Linked DNA regions of Sus scrofa: region 2 is linked to region 1. Evidence: chromatin contacts called from public HiChIP or PLAC-seq data. All regions are on one chromosome and are shown on one strand. Each heading gives the region's core, a stretch centred on a gene start, on an enhancer-like site or on the middle of the called end of the contact. The rest is flanking DNA. Distances are from core to core; before and after follow the strand shown. Region 1 holds the start of INO80C (INO80 complex subunit C). Region 2 holds the start of C6H18orf21 (UPF0711 protein C18orf21 homolog).

What was found. HiChIP or PLAC-seq counts read pairs in DNA pulled down with a chosen protein or histone mark.
Region 2: an H3K27ac HiChIP or PLAC-seq map of alveolar macrophages shows a contact between it and region 1. The contact joins the promoter of C6H18orf21 here to the promoter of INO80C in region 1. A contact is called at or near these places in 1 of 47 Hi-C or Micro-C datasets (embryonic fibroblasts) and 2 of 2 datasets of contacts at active chromatin or transcription factors (alveolar macrophages and skeletal muscle).

What each region holds. Positions count from the first base shown.
Region 1 is chr6:119,284,178-119,287,251 of Sscrofa11.1, forward strand. It overlaps INO80C (INO80 complex subunit C), which reads right to left and starts at 1,675. Exons shown (of 5, transcript XM_003356408.4): 1 at 1,290-1,675. The coding sequence starts at 1,445.
Region 2 is chr6:119,733,881-119,736,954 of Sscrofa11.1, forward strand. C6H18orf21 (UPF0711 protein C18orf21 homolog) reads left to right here and starts at 1,508. Exons shown (of 5, transcript XM_003356410.3): 1 at 1,508-1,953; 2 at 2,035-2,057. The coding sequence starts at 1,877.

The DNA of each region.
Region 1 (3,074 bases), core at 425-2,924:
TGATATCATTAGTAAACTATGACACAAAAATTTTAAAACAATGACACAACACTACACAGCCATCAGAATGGCAAAAAGACAGATGATGCCAAGTATTGTTGAGGACATAGAGCAACTGGAATTCTTATACTTTACTGCTGAGAATGCACAACAGTGCAACTACTTTGGAAACCACTGTTTAACAATTTCGGAGTTGTGAGTGTGTCCACCTTATGATCCAGCAATTCCACGACTATCCATTTACCCAAGAGAAATGAAAGCATTTATCTACACAGATGTGTATAGGAATGTTCAGGGCAGCTTATGCATAAGGGCAAAAACTATCAAGAACTCCAATGTCCATCAGTTGTGGTATATTCACACAATATACTAGATGCTCCAAAACAGGTAATAACATGAATGAAATAACTCTCAAAAACCTTGTTTTATAGAGAAAGCCCAAACAGACACAAAAAGAATCTGCTATGATTCTATACATATTCTGTTTAAAAAGGCAAAGTCAATCTGGTGAGAGGTGTCAGAGTGGTGGTTACCTCTGACAGGGAGAAAAGAGTATGGACTGGAAAGGGTCACCAGGGAATTTTCAAAGGCCCTTGGAAATGCTCTTTATCTTGATCTAGATGGTAGACATAGGTAGACACCTTTGTAAAAAGAACCCGCGCCGCCACCTCAACTGGTGAAGTCTGTGTCAGAAGCTGTGCTCAGAGCTTTATCACCATGATCTTATTGAATCCTCGTAACAACCCCATGAGGTTAAGACCAAACCCACTTTTGGACAGGGAGACTGAGGGTCACAAAAGCACTTTGAGGATGAGGGGAATCACCCGTGCCAGAACTTCTTTGTATTCCTTCACGCGGTTCATTACGGCGCTCTGCACCTCACAGGCATTCGGTAAATGGCTGTAGAATGGACAAAGTTGATACACGGGAACTTCTGCTTGATTAAAACTCACATTAAATAAGAAAAGTCCTAAGCCTCGCTTTAAACGCGACCTCGACGGAAAGGGACGGCCTATTAGGGCAACAACAACTTCCCCACCCCCCGCTCTCCTCAAGAACAATGCAACGCTGGTGGTTCTTTAACCTACTCCCACAGAGTCAAACTAAGGGAAAAATAAAGTGTTTCATTTACACCAGAGACAAGGTTCTACCGAAGAGGTACGGCGGCACTCCCCTGCGCATGCGCTGCGCCCTGCCACGCCGTGCCCCGCCCCGCCGAACTCCCAGGCGCCTTCATCCCGCCCCAGCCCAGCCCCGCGCACGCGCAAGCTAAGCGAGTGTCAGGGTACCTGCGCAAAGCCAGAGGCGGACACTTTCTTCTTCTTACTGGCGCTATAGCCTCCGGCGCTGCTGCCGTTGTGGGAAGGACTGGCCGGCCTCTTCTTGCTGTTCCGGGGTATCCCGGGAGTGGAAGTGGTGGCCACAATTGGGATTTGAGCCGCCATTCCTACCCCAAGCCTTCCTCTCCGCCCCCCCCCCCCAACTTCTGTCCCTGTGCGGACCGTGAAACTTCCGGCCCTCGGTTACTTCCGTCTTACGCTTTTGAAAACCCGGCCTGGACTCTGAAAGCTTGCGTCGACTTCTCTCGGCCAAATCTAAAAGGCGGAGCTCGGAGCAGTCAGTTCTTTCCGGGCGGGAGGGCGTCCACGCGTCAGCCAGCCTCGTGTTGCTCCGCCCGCGCTCCGAACCCGGGCACGTGCTTGGAAGCCCCCAGGGATTGAGGAGTAGAAAGTACCACCATCTGTTTTAAAAAATTGGATTTTTTTAAAGTTAATCTCTTCTCACATTAAGTCAGAAGATTGATCACTTTTGATATCTGTAAGTGTAAAGGTAAGATTCTGTGTGGAGTAGACCGACCATCACGCTGCTAGCTTTTCCCTTGGTCGTGGCCTTCTCGCCCAGAAGCCTGTGTTTCAATGGTGCCCAGATGGACTTGAAGGGTAGAGTGATTCTTAACTTTTTAGAGGCCACTGACCCCTTTGACTAGCTCAGCCCCCCCCCCCCACAATATACGGGCATAGACATAATCTTACATTACAGATTTCAGCAGGTCACAGATCTGCTAAAACCTATTTATGAACCTCAATGAAACACCCCTCTCCCTTGTTATTCTGCCACCCGAGGCACCTTCCTTTAATCTGCCCTCCTCTATGCCCACCTGTGCTTGCTTCTCTGAGGGCACCTTGCTGTGATCCCTCAGTAAATGTTTGTTGCGTTTACACACCAATCCCCTACTCGTAAGGGGTCAGTCAAGTGGGTGCACCACATCTGGTTTCCCATTGCTAAATTCAGTCCTGCTTTTGTCTGATCCCTTTCATTCTGAACCACCCTCCCACCTCCCATCCCCCGGATCTAGAACACCATCATTTTTTTTATTTTCCTCTTTCCTAACCACTGGTCCTCTCTTTGACAATTTTCTTCTACCAAATGGTTTCTAATCATACTATAATTTTTTGTTTGTTTGTTTTTTGGGTTTTTTTTTTTTTTTTTTCAAAATATGGGTCATGTAGACACACCCCCTCACAGCAGATAAACATTTTGTAAAGTTTCCCAGGTGATTCTAACGGTCAGCCAGGTTTGGAACCAGCTCTTCCTGCACAGTCCTTATATGGAGAGTTTCTTGTTGCTTCCTGCCCTCCTCAGTTTATACTCTCCCCAGACATTCAACCACCTCAAGGGGCCTCAGGTATCACCTAAATACAGTTCGCTTTCAGATTTCCATCTCTTATCTGGGTCTTTCTCCAGAGATGTATACTCAGATACAAAATTCCTTGCCTAGATATAAATTCAGATGCTTACAGGCATCCCACATCCAGCATGGCAAAAGCAGAATTCATCATCCTCTCTGCTTCTCTAAAACACACTCCTCCTTCAGTGCTTCCTAGCTCAGAAAATGCCAGCAGTATCCACCACTTGTTCAAACCAAGAACCTGGGAGCCATCCTTGATTCTTCCCCTTTGCCTATTGCACTGTAACCCCAGGCCAGCCACCATCATCTCTTCTTTTGGACCCCTTTGTTGCCTTTTTATCTCCCTGCTTCCACCATTGATCCCTCTAAACCAGTTATCACATGC
Region 2 (3,074 bases), core at 258-2,757, 450 kb after region 1:
TGTGGTGTAGGTCTCAGGTGAAGCTCAGGTCCTGCATTGCTGTGGCTGTGGTGTAGGCTGGCAGCTGTAGCTCCGATTCCATATGCCTCCATATGCCTCGGGTGCAGCCCTAAAAAAGCAAAAAAAAAAAAAAAAAAAAAAGAGAGAGATAAAGTAAGGAAACATTGCTTTATAAATGACAAGAAGAGGATGAATTTCCTCTAAAATACAAAGATCTCCTAGAAATTGATAAACAATTTAATGAAGATTTCATTTCACAAAAGAAAATGCAAGCCATAAGAAATAAATAGAGGCTTGATTCCACTGATAAGTGAACTAATGATCTTTACATTTTCACGGATCCAATTCGAATCAGCTTTTTCAGACATTGATACTGGGAATGTGAATTGCTACAATCTTTTTTGGATGATCCAGCAAATTAAAATGTGGATATTGTTTCCCTCAGTAATTTATCTTTTAGGAATTTAGAGAAAAGAAATAAAAAGCATTCGTGAGTTTTGCTGCTTCACTATTTGAACTAGCAAATCACTGAAAAAAAATTAAATGTTCATCAACAGGAAGTGGTTAAATAAATTACAGCTCATTACATTTTGTAATATTGTCAGCTCTTTAAAAGCTTATTGAAAACTACATAAACTGACCTGGAGAGATGTCTGTGACCTATTGTTAAGGAAAAATGTAAGAGTAGTAAACCATTCTATTTTTGGTTTTCTTTTTTTGTGTGTATCTTGGGGGGGTGTTTGTTTATTTGTCTTTTGCTTTTTAGGGCCACACCGGAGGCATATGGAAGTTCCCAGGCTAGGGGTCAAATCGAAGCTACAGCTGCCAGCCTATCCCAGAGCCACAGCAACATGAGATCCAGGCCATGTCTGAGACTTACACCACAGCTCATGGTAATGCAGGATCCTTAACCCACTGATTTGTTTCCACTGTGCTAAAATGGGAACTCCCGGTATCTTTTGTTGTTGTTGTTGTTGTGTGTATGTGGAAACTGAGGATATTTATACATTTGTACATGTGCTTATGTGTGTAAGGACATAGAAGGAGGAGACACCCAACTGTTAATGCTGATCACCTCACAGAAGTAGGATGGGGGAGTTCCCGTGGTGGCGCAGTGGTTAACGAATCTGACTGGGAACCATGAGGTTGCAGGTTCGATCCCTGCCCTTGCTCAGTGGGTTAACGATCCGGCGTTGCGGCGAGCTGTGGTGTAGGTGGCAGACGCGGCTCGGATTCTGCGTTGCTGTGGCTCTGGCGTAGGCCGGTGGCTACAGCTCCGATTCGACCCCTAGCCTGGGAACCTCCATATGCCGCGGGAGCGGCCCAAGAAATGGCAAAAAGAAAAAAAAAAGAAAAAAAAGCAGGAAAAAATAAAATAAAATAAGCTCGCTAGTGCACCTGCCCAGAGCAGGCTGGACTGGAGACCAGAAACCGCGCTTCTCGCAGCTGCCCCCTTGCGGGCCTCGCTTCCGCCTACCCGGGTGCAAGTCAGTGCCCGGGCTTGAAAATCTAGGGGGCGATGGCGGTTGAGGAAATGACCACCGGTATGAGAGGAGGCTATCAATCAGATAAAGACCAGAAGCAGGCGTCAGACTCGGCTTTCAACCTAGCCACCCCGGCCCAATCAAGCTGCTCCGCACAGCCTCTTGTACTAAGCGATCCGCGCCTGGCCAGCGAGGACCGCTAGGGACCTGGAGGCGGGCCCGGCGCAGGGAGGGCGGGCCAGCGCAGGGGACCGGACGCAAAGGAACCGGAACCCTTCAGCTGAGGGCGCCTGTTTCCAGAGGGAGCTCGGATCCTGACGTCAAAGTTTCCAGCCGGCTTTCGGAGTCTCTTTGCGTCCCTGCGTATCAGAGATGTGGAATTGGCGGTGACGATGAGGCAGAAGCACTACCTTGAGGCTGCGGCATGGAAACTACAAGATAGCTGCCCGGGCCAGGCCCGCTATCTCCTGTAAGAGAGGGAAAGAGGACGGGGAAGCGGGAGGCGAGAGGGTGTGAACTAGTCCCTTATGAGTCTCTTTCTCTTTTGCAGCTGGGCCTACAGTTCGTCACACGGTAGGGAGGACGCCCGTTCGTTATGGGTCAGGCTTGCGTCGCCTCGCTCCCCTCCATTCTGCACAGCGCTCAGAATGGTCCAAAAAAAATCTGATCCATTCTCTGCCATCACAACCTCCTATCCCGCCTCGGCCAGGCGTCTCAGTTTCGCAAAAAAAAAAAAAAAAAAAAAAAAAATCCAAATTGCTTAACGTGCCTTAGTTTTCCTGACCTGTTAGCAGCACTTGACGCTTTGATCAGTCTACTTGAAATAGTTTCCTCACTTGGCTTCCAGGTCATTACAAAGTTCACCTCCTACTTCTTTAGCCAATACCTCTCCTTCCTGCTGATTTCCCCAACTTACAAATGTTGGAGTTCCCAAGGACTCAACCTTTGGGCATCTTTTCTAGCTACACTCAATTCCTTGGTGACAATATTTCATCCAGTCTCATGGCTTTTAAACTCTGAATACTGAGGTCTTCCAAATTCATATCCCCAATCTAGACCACTCTGTGGAATCCTAGACTCATCCAGATGCCTTTTTTTCTTCCCCCTTTTTTACTACAGCACCTGAGGCATATGGAACTTCTGAGGGGCCAGGGGTAGAATTGGAGATGCAGCTGTCCCCGCAAGCCACAGCCATGGCAACACCAAATCCACCAAATCCAAGCCCCATCTGCAGCCTACACTCAATACTGGATCCTTAACCCATTGAGTGAGGCCAGGAATCAAACCTACGTCCTCATGGATACCATGTTGGGCTCTTAACCTGCTGAGCCACAACGGGAATGTCCCAGATGCCTTCTTGACAACTTTTTTTGAATCTCACATTAAGCTAAAACTTGAGCTTTACCATTGGCTTTAAATACACCCAATATCATGAGTTTCCTTCATGGCTCAGTGGTTAACGACTCCAACTAGAATCCATGAGGATTCGGGTTTGATCCCTGGCTTCCTTCAGTGGGTTAAGGATCTGGTGTTGCCATGAGCTGTGGTGTAGGTCGCAGACGCGGCTCAGATCCTGAATTGCTGTGGCTG